3 separate regions of the Rattus norvegicus genome follow, and regions 1 and 2 are each linked to region 3. A link is a contact called in public Hi-C data. All regions are on one chromosome and are shown on one strand. The core of a region is the stretch at or near the end of the contact, and the rest is flanking DNA. Distances in the headings are between cores, read along the strand shown. Region 1 has its middle 41 kb from the start of Dsc3. Region 2 holds the start of Dsc2 (desmocollin 2). Region 3 has its middle 63 kb from the start of Dsg1.

The links. A called contact is a pair of places that touch in the nucleus more often than the background predicts.
Region 1: a contact with region 3 is called in a Hi-C map of liver, with 2.7 times the contacts expected there. The contact joins two enhancer-like sites. A contact is called at or near these places in 2 of 12 Hi-C or Micro-C datasets (liver and mammary epithelial cells).
Region 2: a contact with region 3 is called in a Hi-C map of liver, with 3 times the contacts expected there. The contact joins the promoter of Dsc2 here to the enhancer-like site in region 3. A contact is called at or near these places in 3 of 12 Hi-C or Micro-C datasets (hepatocytes, liver and mammary epithelial cells).

The regions. Positions count from the first base shown.
Region 1 is chr18:11,646,041-11,650,660 of GRCr8, reverse strand. No RefSeq gene overlaps it. Among named protein-coding and RNA genes, the nearest start is that of Dsc3, 41 kb to the left of the region's middle. Within about 2 kb of position 2,525, at least 2 of the 93 cell types and tissues checked have an H3K27ac peak or open chromatin away from gene starts, as enhancers often do. A contact at or near this core is called in liver, where this site is marked.
Region 2 is chr18:11,754,486-11,759,309 of GRCr8, reverse strand. It overlaps Dsc2 (desmocollin 2), which reads left to right and starts at 1,844. Exons shown (of 16, transcript NM_001033688.2): 1 at 1,844-2,136. The coding sequence starts at 2,068.
Region 3 is chr18:11,883,128-11,887,477 of GRCr8, reverse strand. It overlaps the pseudogene Rpl3-ps1. Among named protein-coding and RNA genes, the nearest start is that of Dsg1, 63 kb to the left of the region's middle. Within about 2 kb of position 1,602, at least 2 of the 93 cell types and tissues checked have an H3K27ac peak or open chromatin away from gene starts, as enhancers often do. A contact at or near this core is called in hepatocytes and liver, where this site is marked.

The sequences.
Region 1 (4,620 bases), core at 1,276-3,775, 240 kb after region 3:
TGTTCTTAGATTCTGACGCTGTTTACATAGATGTTTTACTACTTTTCTTTCATTATGCTAAATGTGCTGTGTGATATAAATACAGGCTCACTAATTTTGGTAAAAGATAGATTTCAATTTCACCCTTAATGATTCAGATGCCTTTATGTATGTAATCTGTAACTCTAAAGTGATACAGAGTTACTGGTTAGAGAGCTATGTTATAGCTGAAATTATCCTACTGAATCATGCAGTCTTTCTGATATGATGCGATGTGCTGGAAGCTAAAGACAGTCTTAAAAATTACTCCTGCTCTGCTGGGTTGTTTTTTAAAAAATATGAATCATCATAGACAAGTTAAAACAGACATATAATAACATAAGTTTACCTGAGGAAATGCCGAGCATAAAAGGCCCAAGAAAGAGAGAGCACAGGGACAATGATACATTTTTTCCTGTCTTAGTAACACTTCTGCCTTGTGCTTGTAACTTAGTGAAGTGCACAGTACATCTCTGAACCAAAGTCAGAAGCGCATTTCAGGGATTGAATGTGACTATGTATAAGTTCAGATGGTCAAAGCCATGTTACTCTCCAAAAGAGGACCTTGTCAAACCTGAAAAGTCTTGTCATTCAGAAGATCTGGGCTTTATTTTATTTATTTTAAAATTATTTTCTTTTCTTTGTATGTGAGCCTGATTGTATTTCTGTGTACCAGGTGCATGCAAGAGTCTACGGAAACCAGAAGAGGGCACAAGATTCCTGGGAACTGGAGTCGTAGATGGTTATGAGCTGCTGTGTGGGTGCTGAGAACAGAATCAGGGTCTTCTGTGAGAGTAGGGAATACTTACTGGGCATGCTCTGCAGCTCCAGGACCTAGATCTCATATGTTAACCTGGGCTTCAAATCATGTCTCCAGTGACAACCCATGATGTCAAATACACCTTTACTTTCCCAACTTACTTTGTCTCTATACTCAAAAATATTTAGGCAAAAGGGAAATAGGAACATAATCCCATTACAGTAAATTCGTATGCTTATATTTTTGAGAGTGCACATCTCCACAAAATTGGATAAATTCTTACTTCTGTCACTGTCAATCCAATACTTTAACCAGTTTTAATTTTTGTAGAGGACTTTTTAACTCCTCTGGGTGGAATACAGATATGCCTTTAGTATACACACACCTTTAATGCCAAACAATGTAGGTAAGTTTAGTTCGTAGAAGGAGCAGTGCTTGATAGTGATGTCTAATTGAGGGGCAGACAAAGTGACAAATCAGAGAAAGATTAGACAACGTGAGTCAGAAATAAGATGTCTCATGGGGACAGATAGGAAAGAGACACTTCTTAAGAGCAGCACAGGGTGGGGGAGGGAGAGAGAGAGAGAGAGAGAGAGAGAGGGGGGGGGGGAGGGAGAGACAGAGAGACAGAGAGACAGAGAGACAGAGAGACAGAGTTGAGAGTTGAGGCAGTTGGGAGTCAGAGCTGGGAGTTTGTCCTGAGTTCATGTAGTTGAGCACAGATCAGCAGAGGCAGCTGAAGTCAGAGAATAAGAAGGAGTCAGATGAGAACAGATGGCCAGAGTTAGTTTGAGGCCAGGCAGAGCAATTCCATGAGGAGCTAAATTGAAACAGTCAGCTCTGGAGTTTGAGTCAGAACAGCTGAGTTGAACCAGCCAGCAGAGTTCAGAAAGAGCTAGAAAGAGTGAGCTTGTCCAGCAGGAAGGCTCCAAAATGACAATCACACCAGGCGAATAAAATACTTTTACAAACTTTCACTCATTTTACAAATGCTTAAAAGTCGAATCTGCAATCAACTTGTATTCATATTTTTTAAAAAATAACAATTAAACCAATCATTATTTCTAACTGCTGATTAGATTAACTTCCACTCCATAACTGAGCATGCACAGCAATCATGTAACAGCAGGTTAAAGCCACTGTCTTCAGGAGACTTTAAGACAGCATAAGAATAAAGACCCAGAGAGAGGGACAAGAAAGCACACACAGATGCACCTGTAGGGGCTGGAGAGATGGCACAGTGGTTAAGAGCACTTAATGCTCTTCTAAAGAATCTGAGTTTAGTTGCTAGACCCCTAGTGGGTACCTCATGATATCCTATTCAGATCCAGTGTTTATGTGTTCTTATGTACTGCATAGGCATCTGCATATACATATATATATGTAAATAAAAAAATAAAATAATCCTAACACACACACATGGTGTGTGTGTGTGTGTGTGTGTTGTTGTAAGACTTGAGAAAAGCCCACTGAGTCCTGTGTACAGGATGTCCCACACACAGAGACACAGAGACGGAGATCGATATAATAAGCAAGAGGTTTACTAGTCTAGTGCACTAGGGTCATTCTGCAATCGGGGCAGAGGTGACCCCCAGGGACAAAGGCACACACTTTTTATACTGTTTTAGGAGTACAAGCAAGGTTACAGTTTAAACTTATTGGCTAAGCACATTGACCTTTGAATCTATTGGCTAGTAAGTACAACACACATTCAAGCTCCGGCAGGGAGGTGTCTTTGGCCCTGTAGAGGAGACAGTGGGGGGTCCCACCCCTATTGTGGTTGTGACACTTATAGAATGGAGTGTTTACTCAGCAAATTCTTGTGGCGCTCCCTGGCAGGAAGACACCTGATGTTTTCTAAGAGAGCTTTTGTCTGCTTGGTCCCCACATTCAGTGTGTGTGTGTGTGTGTGTGTGTGTGTGTGTGTGTGTGTGTGTGTACTTAGGCCAAGCCAAGAGCAAGGTTCAAGTTTGAGTACAAATAATGCTCTGATTTTTTTTGTGTCCATGTGTGGAAATACTTTGTGACTTGTCAGGTGACCTATGTAAGTACTAGATCTACCTACGTAGTCTCTTGTTTAAAATATGACCATTCATTAATTTATTCATTCAGTTAGTGATAATTCTTGGTCAGTTACCACATGCTAAGGATAGTTTTCAATGCTAAAGATATAGCAGTGAGGAGAGTAACTAAAGCCAGTTTTAAATTTTAAGTTTCATTCCTGGAAGGGAGAGGAAATGCTTTGCTTGGCGTGTCCCTATTTCTAAAGGCAGCATATGTGAGCTGGAATGGGGTGGGTGTGGGGATCCCAGTGGGATGTCTGGGCTTGTATCCTGTGTCCACCCAGCGTCTGGGATCTTGCTTTGGTTCAGTAAGGGGTGCCTGCTCTCTTGCATTTTCTCCCTCCATTCTTTTTTTCATCTTCTTGCTTTCCCATGGTCTCACTGTTTTTTCTTTAGCTCCCTGGGCTACTCTGTTTCTTCTAATTTTCTTTCTGCTCCTTCCCTCATCTGATTTTCTGTGCTTTCTTGAGCTAGATCTTGAGCTCGCAGCTGGGCTTTGATGATTGCCAGAGGTCTTCATGTGCGCATCACAGGGAGGCTCCTTTGTAACTGACTATCCAAGAAGGCATGTGCCAGCAAGTGTTTTAGAGAACCTCACTGCCAATACCAACATTTGGCATCTTGGTCATCTTCCAATAGTGGGGCTCTAGCTTGTCCTTCAACATGTCTCTACAGCCTGGATCTGTAGAGCCATTTACCCTCCAGCTGGCCTATGTTACCTTTCAGCGTTTTGTCTCTACCCTGAGCCAATGTCTTACACTGACACTTGGCGCCCCTCTCTGAAGCAAAGACCACATGTTTCCTCTTGTTTTATATTCTAAGATTCTACGCACTTCTGAATCCATAGATCTACAGTCTTCTCTGTGGTAAGAAAGGTAAGAGATAGAAATACTTGTGCTTGCAGTAATTTGCCAGCCACATACATTTATATTTTTACAACAACAAACAACAGGATTTCAAGATGCCAGAAGCCTGCAGCCTATGAGACTGCTCTTAAAATTCTTCATGGTTGTGTGAGAGACATTCATTACGATGAGCGATAATGATGATGAGTGTCCATTGTTTCTTAATTAGAGAACATGGCTGATTATTATGCCATTATTAGATCAGTTTATCTATTGATCATGTCAGCTGCTTCTTAGTTCACGGTTAATGTAGTTACCCCCTTCTTCATTTAACGAGGAGCTTTGCTCATATGCCAGGATATCTTGGTGTATGTGTGATAGATGTCTCTTCACATATGAACTCTTTAAGTTCTACATAGCAAATGTGAGCTTTCCCTGAAAGAAATGTTTCCGTTGTCACACTCTGAGGTATCGGCCCTTGTGACTTAGTGTTTCTCTCGTTACTTTGTCATTTCTGTTACATTTCCTTGTGTAAATTGTTTTATCTGAGGAGGAATCTTCTATGACCCTTTTCTATTGATGTCTTACAAATGGCCAAGAACTTTATGGATTTAAGGAGCCCAGATTTATAATCAGGATTCTATGATCCACCCACCCCCACCCCACAAAATGCAGCTGGAGATACCAGGAAGCTGCCATACTGCACTGCACTCTCACCCAGAGGCCCGAAGAAGAAAGACTCACTCAGGTTGCTGGCAGACTTCATTTCCTTGTAGATTTCCCAGTTCTAGCTTCTTGTTGTTTTAGAGACATGGTCCAAGTTAGCCTTGAACTTGTGATCCTCCTTTTTCAGCCTCCCACATGCTGGGACTTCGGATGCTGTCACTACACCCAGTGGTGCCTGTTTTTGTTGCCTGTTGTCACTGTGGTGGGG
Region 2 (4,824 bases), core at 595-3,094, 130 kb after region 3:
CCGAGGGCAGCAGCCAGTGTCCTTACCAACCGTGAGCACAGAGGCCCGAGGAGTTCTCACAACAGGGCAGGACGAACAGAAAGCTGATCTTTACTTTTGACGCTCTTAGAGTACTGCAGAGCTGGCTTCTGTCTCAGAGTTCTGTCCGCAGCCGAACGGCAGTTCCTAAAGGAGCCACATCCATCCACACCTCTCAGTCTTTCACGGTAGGATGTTTCAAAACTGGTTCGAGGAGACGTTTGCAATGGCCAGCTAGTCTAATCCTTTACGGCAGAGCATTTACTTAGAGTCTGTAATTTTTATCTAATTCCTTGAGCAAACTTTCACAAAGAAACAAATAAAAGTTGCCATTGGAAAGCTCCATTTACCTGAGATTAATTGGCACATGGCTTCCTTTTCCTTAGTGAGGAGGAGCGTGAGGCATTCCAAAGGTATTGGAGGCTGAGGGTAGCAAAGCGTGTGTCAGTGTCCTGTTGGCAAGAGGAGTGGTGCTGAAACCCGCTGGCTTCTGTGTTTTCTAGAAAGCTCGGAGCTGGACAGTGCGATGTCATCACCAGTGAGTTGCTAGGAATTTATGAAATCAGCACTGGGCAAGCACAAATGAGCATTAAGAAATAAGAAAACAACACATGACAGTCAGACTCATGACCCAGACTTATTTCACTAGCAAGGGCTACTCATTTTATGGTTCTGGAGACAATAGAACACCTACATTGATAGAAACCACCAGGTCAGGCATTAACTATTAATTTTGAATTAAGCGTGTGGTTGCTGTTACCACCGTTCTGGGGCGTTCACAGAGGGGAAGCAGTGTCAATAATTGAAATGGTACTGAGCGCTGTGGTCAGCGCTTCACGTTTGCTCTCTGCGACTGTCTTTAAACCAGGCAATAAGGAAGGGACACGTTTGCCTTTCTGGTGAAGCCTTTATAGTGTCTTAGAAAAGAGGTGCAGATGAGTCAGCACGGCGAGGCCTTCTGCAGAATTCCGAGCTCTCAGGTTTAATCTTTCTGCTTAAGTTCTGTTATAACTCATGGGCTCAAGTGCTGTCAAGTCCAGAGTGTGAATACTCCTGCTCTTTTTCACTTTTCATCACGAATTCTAATCCTGATGTCAGAACAGAGAAAAATAATTGGTACCAGAATGTCCAGAACTCCATGTGGGACGTGCTCAGAGAAAAAAAAAATCACAAAAGACAACATAGAGGAAATCAGAGGGCCCACATTTAGCCAATGGTGAGGCCTCAGTTGATGGGTTTCTATAGTAACTTGTTTTATTATTCCTTCCTTTCTTCCTTCTTTCCTTCCTCCCTCCCTAGTCTCCTTACTTCCCTCCCCCTCCTCCCTCCCTCCCACCCTCCCTTCCTCCTTCCCTTCCTCCTTCCCTTCCTTTCCACCTTCCCTCTTTCCTTTTCCTCGATAAATTATAGAACCAGTGTCACTGTCAATCTATTTTCGGAACCTTGAGACCTTTTAGGGCGGAACTCCTGTTAGAACCTTATTTATATGTCTGTGGGACTTTGATTTACACAGTAGAATGTCCCTTGAGTCCACATCTTATCAGGCTAGCTTCAGGCAGATGTAACTCAGCCAGTTGATCCAGGGCAGTTGTGGGTTTGGGAGTTACACCCCCTCCCCGCCTCCCCAGGTAACTCCACAGGCAGTGGGCAGTGCTCTGGGCGGGGCCAGGGCCAGAGCTCGCGGTGAGTCTTAGTACAGTCAGGCCTTCTGCTGGGCAGGGCCAGCTGTTAATCCTGCTAGACCGCCATCGGGGCGGGGTGGGGGCTGGGGGGTGACAAGGGACATATAGGTGTCGTCTGCACAGGTGAAAGGGTGGCGGCCACAGGGAGTTCCCACCGGTTGAGTTCTTAAAGTCATGAAGACTCAAGAAAAATAACAAGGAGTGGCCGATTGGAGTCTTTTGGACTTGCCCGGAGCTCCACCCTCGGCCAGAGGAAAAGCCCCTGGGGACCGAGGCGGGAGCATCAGACAAGCGCGAGAAAAGTGCCTGTGCGCGCTCCACCTCTGCGCAGCGGGTGCGGGGCGGTGACCTGTCCCTTGAGTTAGCCATGGCGGCAGCGGGATCCTCGCGCTCCGGGAGCCCTGCCCTCGGCCTGGGACACCTGTTGACCCTCGCGGTGAGCACCGGGACCAACTCACGGACGGGGAGAGGGACATGTAGCCGGGGCGACTGGCCCGGGTCGGATCACTAGGTCTCAGGTCACCTTAAACTGCAGCAGTTGTTGGCGGTGAGGAAGGACGGCAGGAAGCCGAGCGACCCGGACACCAAGGCCCCTCAGGGGAGGGAGTGTAGCTGCGAGCGAGCTGTAATAGGCGCGCGCGTGGATGGAGACGGGGGCGGATCGCGGACGCCCAGCCAAAACCCTGGCCTCGGGGTTCTCTGGGCAGAGCGGGGTGCGCCAGGGCTGAGCCCCGGCCTGGAGTACCGTCACAGGAGCCCTGGGTTCAGGCGGTCCTGAGTGAAGTCAGCTGCCTGGCAGAGGACATTAAAGGCCGGCGTGGTGCCCTTGGGGTCAAAAAAAAAAAAAAAGACTTGTTGCTTTTGAGGGTTCCGTGGTGCTGGGATGGGAGGATTCTAGAAGTGAGAGTTGGAATGAAGGAGAGAGAGACTCTGCACTTTTCTTACAAAGTTAGGAGATGGGTCCACACGAGGTGACCACTGATTCCCTAAATCTCTGAGAAGTGAACATCCTGGTCCCGAGATCTTGTCCTAGAAGGAGTTTTGATTTTTCTTCTCAACTCCTGCTCAGATTCTTGCTGTAAGAAGTACAACAGGCAGGACCTTCAGCCCTTTCAGAAGTGTGAATCAAAATTTATGGCTTTATTGGGGACAGGTCTTGATCTCCCTAGGGAACCAGAAGACTCAAGAATTCACCTCTGGGACTGACTAGGCCGTTGGGGAGTTTGGGAAAAGAATGCTCCAGATTATAGTTTTATCGGGGGTCTCTTGTACAAGGCAAAAGTTCACTATGCCAGGGCAAATAGCTACCAATTTGATACTGTCCTTTCCCCCCATAGCCTGCAGCAATCACTCAAGCTGGCTTTGAAGGAAGCCTGGAGGAACCCAGGGAACCAAAGTGTGGAAGTGAGAGTTCTTCCATTTCTCCTCAAGTTTCCTTTCACAAGGGATTCCTGCATTTTTAATTACTGAAGAATGTGATTGGTTACTGGACATCCCAAGGAATGAATTCAATCAGAATTCCCAGAGACTATTCATAAGCACAGGTTGGGACAGGAACCTTGCAGTCAGGGTTTTATGGCTAAAGAAACCCAGCCTGGGGCAAATAATCATCACAAAATATTCTGCCGATGACAGAGTGTGAACTTTGGTTGATACCTAGTGAGGGACGTTGCCACTTCCTTTTGTAACACAGGGCCTTATTCTTTGAAAGAAAAGGCATGCTTAGTCTTCCTGATATAGCGCTGCCCTGTTGCAAGCCCACACTCCGAGATCCTTTAAAAGAAGCGTAAGCCATGGGTGAATAAGTAGAGCCCCTCATCATTTCTTGAGTCTGGGAATGTGGGTTTTGCTTTCAAGCAGGAAAGTGTAGTGTGAGTCCCTTCAGTTGGTTTTACCCTCCAGGAACCATGTAAACGAAGCTTCTCCAGCCTGAGATGGGTGTGAGAAAAGCATAGAGTAAGTAAATACAAGGTCTACTGAAGAAGTTTTTCAGGGGCGAGGCTCCCTATGTGTCTCTTCTTTCGCATACACTCAGGTAATCCTTTGACACTCCACCAGGCAGTTTTTCTCCACTTCCTAGTACTGCCTCACCCCACAGTGTCTTAAGCCCCTGAGCTTTCTTCCTGAAAGCCAAAAGGTGCTTTGTTCTCTACGGCGTCTGAGAGCTCCCTTGACAAGTTCAAGAGATGTGTTCTGTTCTACACATAATTCAACCCCATGATTCATTCATCCTTTATTCTGGAAATGAACACCTTACTTAGAAAAACTTTCTGGCTCTCGGAATCTGACTCCTTCATCCCCTACCTCGCTTTCTTCTGTGTATGACTTAAAGGTGTAACATGAGATCTTTCCCCTTTGACCGGGTTTTAAGTGTACAATAACAGAAAACTAACCACAAGCAGATACCTTACCACAGCTCTCTGGATGAACGTGTCTCACACAACAGAGACAATTCTTGTTGGGCAGCAGACCGTCCTCTTCCTATGGCCCACGCCCTGCCTTCTGTTATCGTTTCTGTCTGCCTTGCCACTGTTTTTCTCACTTGTGAATACTAACTTTCTGTGGAGCCTTGTTCTAAGTCTTGTTTCTTCTACACCCCAGGTGATTTTTTTTTCTACTTTATGCTTTAAAATATCACACTATCTTAAATTAACGTCGCTCTTTCAGACAGCACCTTTAAACAAGCCTGTATATCTCTACATGGTATGCTATATCATACCATTTATTATGTTTCCAAATATTGTTTTCCTTTTGGCGTCAGAGATTTCAATATATAGAACTTCTATATATCTTGATCCTCACGGAAAATGCTAGAAGCTTTTTTTTTTCCTTGTTACTCCCTTTAATCCGTTGTTGTTTCAATAAGTTCATCTTCATAGATTTTTTCATGGGACTGTTTACTAGTACCTATCTCTTGTTACAGGCTTTTGCTCTCACTATAATGTCATATTGGATAACCTTGGCTGTATGCCATGCACGTGTATATGAGCAGGCACATTTAGGAAGGGAGAACCCGGATTGGAGATGATGAACACAAAGCCGATGACTATGGTCTTGGAGATGCTGTTCTCCCCAACCGGTTGTGTACGGCAGGAAACTGTTGTACGTTTCATTTCATGCTACA
Region 3 (4,350 bases), core at 353-2,852:
ATGTGTGTGTCTGTGTGTGTGTCTCTGTGTGTCTGTGTCTCTGTGTGTCTCTGTGTGTGTCTGTGTGTCTGTGTCTGTGTGTGTCTGTGTCTGTGTGTGTGTCTGTGGGTGTGTCTCTGTGTGTGTGTGTCTCTGTGTGTGTCTGTGTGTGTCTGTGTGTGTCTCTGTGTGTGTGTGTGAGTGTGTGTGTGTGTGTGTGTGTATTCTTTAGCCATTAAAAAGAAGGGATTTTTTTTTCTACTTTTACAGTGTACATGAACCTGGGGGACACCTGGCTAAGTAAAATAAACCAGTCACAGGAAGGCAAACACTGCACAATGTCACTCACATGTGAAACCTGAACTTTCAAAGTAGAGTAGTAGGTGTCATTTATTTGATCTCTGTTTTTCTTAATGGTTTTATTTCCTAGTTTTTATTTATTTCTTATTTTAAATGAGAGTTATTTTAATTACAAATGTTTGTGGGCATACAATGTGGTAGTTTTTTTTTAATGTAGTATACTGATCAGCCAGGATGATTAATGTTTCCATCTGCTCATTACTTTGTGTTCAAAATCTTCGAGCCTCTTCTAGTAATTTTTATGATTTAGAGCAGGTTGTTATGAGCTGTGGCCATCACACTATGCTACAGAAAGTGGTGGCTCACACTTGAAATGTCAGTAAATTGGAACTACTTTCTGTGATTTGTCTCTGAATCAAAGAATGAACACATTCCCCTACCATCATTTATAGGCAGGACTTCATTTTGGCCATTGGATACATGTTAAGAGGATTGTGGATACTAAAACCTTCAAGTGATTTAGCCTCAAAACAAATCAAACTTGACTTGATTTTCATGTAAATGATCACTTTAAGAGAACAGAGGAAAATATGCTAACTTAATTAAGAGTTACCACATTAAGGAAACCATTGTATTTCCTACTCCAAATGGTAGTGACACAGATGTTAATTTAGCATTTTCTAAATCTATAAACAAAGTCTGTAAGACAATGACTCTGGACAAAAAACAAGGGTGATGTGTGATCTTGTCAGACATTATTCAACACCGAAAGGCTGCATATGGCCTATAGAGTGTAGAATTCCTTCACTATAGAGCATCATTCGGAGAATTTGATGTATCTTAATTAGATTAACACCAGAGAGTAATTACTTGGATGCAGATAATCTTTTACAAACTAGTAAGAACAAAGGTGAAGGTGCTTTTCTTGCATTTCTCTATTCCTTGCTTAGTGTCTAATAGAACAGCAAATCTAACTGCTGTTATCCTCACTCATCTCGTCTTCAACCACTGTTACACCATTCCAAAGCCTTATCTCTTATGCCTCAGACCATTCTATGGAAGTCTTCTACAGTCTTCTTACTCCTACTGCCAAGTCTCTGAGCAATTTTTAATATAGCAATTGGAGTGATCCTTCAAAATATTTAACCAGATTACATCTTCATAGTATTTAATGTATTGTTTTTTTAATTTTAAAATTAACTTTATTTATTTATTTAGAATGGGAGGGAAAATGAGCCACAATGCAGTTAGAGATCAGAGGTCAACTTCTGAGCGTTTGCTCTCTCCTTCTACTGTGTGTGTTTTGAGTGATTGAACTCAGTCACCTGGCTTACTGGCAAGTTTGGTCATTCGTCTACTGAGGATTTCTACCAGCCCTCACAGTATTAGTATGAAGCAGAAACATGTACATGCACAAATAAATCCTTTTGTGAACCAGCTTCTTCCTACCAGTCTGACTTCATATCATTTTCCTGGACTTCGACTGTCTTCCAGCCACCCTTGAGATCATCATAGCTAGTTAGGCGTCACTTCCTCAAGGACCCTGGCCATACTATAACATTCCGTGTCCATTACTCACAGATCACTCGTTTCTAACGAGTATTACTCTTGCTCCACTTTATGCAGACAGAGCATATGCTACTCTGTACTTACATAGTTTTGTGTTCTGATAGTCACGCTTTGTGCAAAGTCCTCCTTGGATATAGAAGGGATCTGTCAATTGTTCCTAACCAATGTCTGATAGCAATGGCGGTTGCCTATCACTTTCACAGATTACAGCAGCAAAGGCAGTAGGACGTCACTGGATTAGGACACGTTACAAAAAAAATTAACTAGGTCTTTACTTTTTGCTGGCTTTGAAATAACAATCTGTTAAGCTTTGAAAGTTCCCTCTGAAGAAGCTTGCATGACAAGCAACTGTGGGTGGCTTCTGGTGGCTGAACAAAAATCCAAAAGTTCAACAATCGCAAAGAACTAATTACTTGGAAGAGGTACGAATCTCAGGTAGTGACCCAAGCTTTATTCGTAGTTGATGGCATCTATACAAGACCTAAGCAGAGTTTCATGTTCCACTCGTGACCCACAGTAGCTGTGATAATAAATGTGTGTTGTTTGACTTGCAAAGGCAGTGGTAATTTATTAGAAAATAGACAAGAACTGTACAGTTTTATTGTCTCTCACTTGCTAAATTGTAGATTCCAGTGCATAGACTACTGGCCACATAGTCTTTAATGGTTATTTGTGAAAAGAATGGACTAGATTGTGAAACAGTTGAAATGATTACTGAAATGCAATAGTGAGTCAGTAGAAAGCACAGACAATATAAATGTCCAAATGATAAGGCTGAAGCTTAAGTAAACCTTGATTTCAACACCAGGTTCTGCTGGATTGCCACAACAAGGAAATTGTTTTACCTCTTTTTTTTTAATTGTTGTTTTTATTTTATTGTTTTCCTTCCTTCCTGTCCTTTAGATTTATTTTTGGTTTTATTTATTTGTGTGTGTGTGTGTGTGTGTGTGTGTGTGTGTGTGTGTGTGTGTGTCTGTCTACCTGTCTGACTTCCTGTCTGTGTTGTGAGTGTACCCATGCATGCCTGCAAAACCCAGGAAAGGGCATGGGATTTCCTTGGACCTGGAGTTACAGAAAGTTGTGAGCCACTAGATTTGGGTACCAGGAAATTGGATCCTCTTCAAAGCAGTAAGTGTTCTTAATTGATGAGCCATCTCTTTAAATACACTTACTTCTTAAATGATGATGATAATGTTTATTTCATGTAGAAAGTAGGTTATAGGGAGGGATGAAAAACACAGTTTTAATTAACACCTAAAGCATCATGAACAAATGAGAAGCAAAATAGGACAGAACTCAACTTTTCTATTTGTTTTCAATTTTCTTCCTCAAAAGGAAGTAGAATTTGTAAATATCATATACTAATGAAATTCTTAGTACTAGCTCACTGAGGGTGTTTGAATTTAAGAGAAAAGAAAGTTTGATATAAGGAGAGAAGACAGAGGCTATTTTGTAACTTCAAGCCATAATTTTAAAAAGCATCAAAAAATCATAAACAGTAAAAAAATCAACTTTTAAGAAATAGTTGGGGAATTTAAAAGCTATTCTGAAAATATATAACTGAGTGTCAGGTATCCATCACTTCTTGGTATGAATATACACTTTTTTTACTGGAAACATTTTATTGATGAGACCCCACCAGCTGCATAAAGTACTCCTGACATCAAGCACCTTCCTCCTTGGCAATGCCATCTTTCTCGAGTGGTCCCATGAAAGCTTTCTTCTCCTCCATGGTCTGGAGGCGACCATGTCCGAATTTGAAGGTGTTGTCAATGAACTTCAGTTCAATCTTCTCTAGATCCCGACGTGTGGTCTGGACCAGCAAGGACTTCCGAAGAGCAAGCACTCTCTTCTTGGTTCCCACCACACAGCCTTTGAGCATGATGAAGTCATTGGTCACCTCACCAAAATGGACAAAGCCAACCAGTGGGTTGATGCTCTTGTCAGACAGGTCATAGTCAGTAGATGCATTGTTCTTGATCAGTTTACCGTCCTTGATAGATGCGTTGTTCTTGATCAGTTTACCGTCCTTGATGAGGTAACCTTGACCAATCTTGTAAATCTTCTTGTTAATCTCTGCTCGGTGATGACAGCCGAGCCACAGAGAAGGCTACACCGGCAGGGTGCCAAGCTCCAATACAGGAAACTTTGTGCAGATCTCGATGGGTCTTTCGGGCAGTTTCTTCGTATGCCAATGACTGATCACCTCTTTGTAGCCTTTGCCTTTTGTCAAGCCGATGATGTCAATCATCTCATCCTGCCCAAACATCTGGTTCACAGGAACCTGCTGCTCCAGCCTCTCTCAGGCCCAGTCTAGCTTCTCAGCCACAGTGCCCCCAGTCACCTGGATCTCCATCAAGTGTGCCTTCTTCTGGAGCAGAGGAAGCAGACGCATCTGAGTGTGAGCAATTATGCGGATGACCTGGCAGTACTTCTTCACGCTGTTGAAGTCCTTCCCCAGCTGCTTCTTGCCTGTGTCACCTCGCCATTTCTTACAGTATT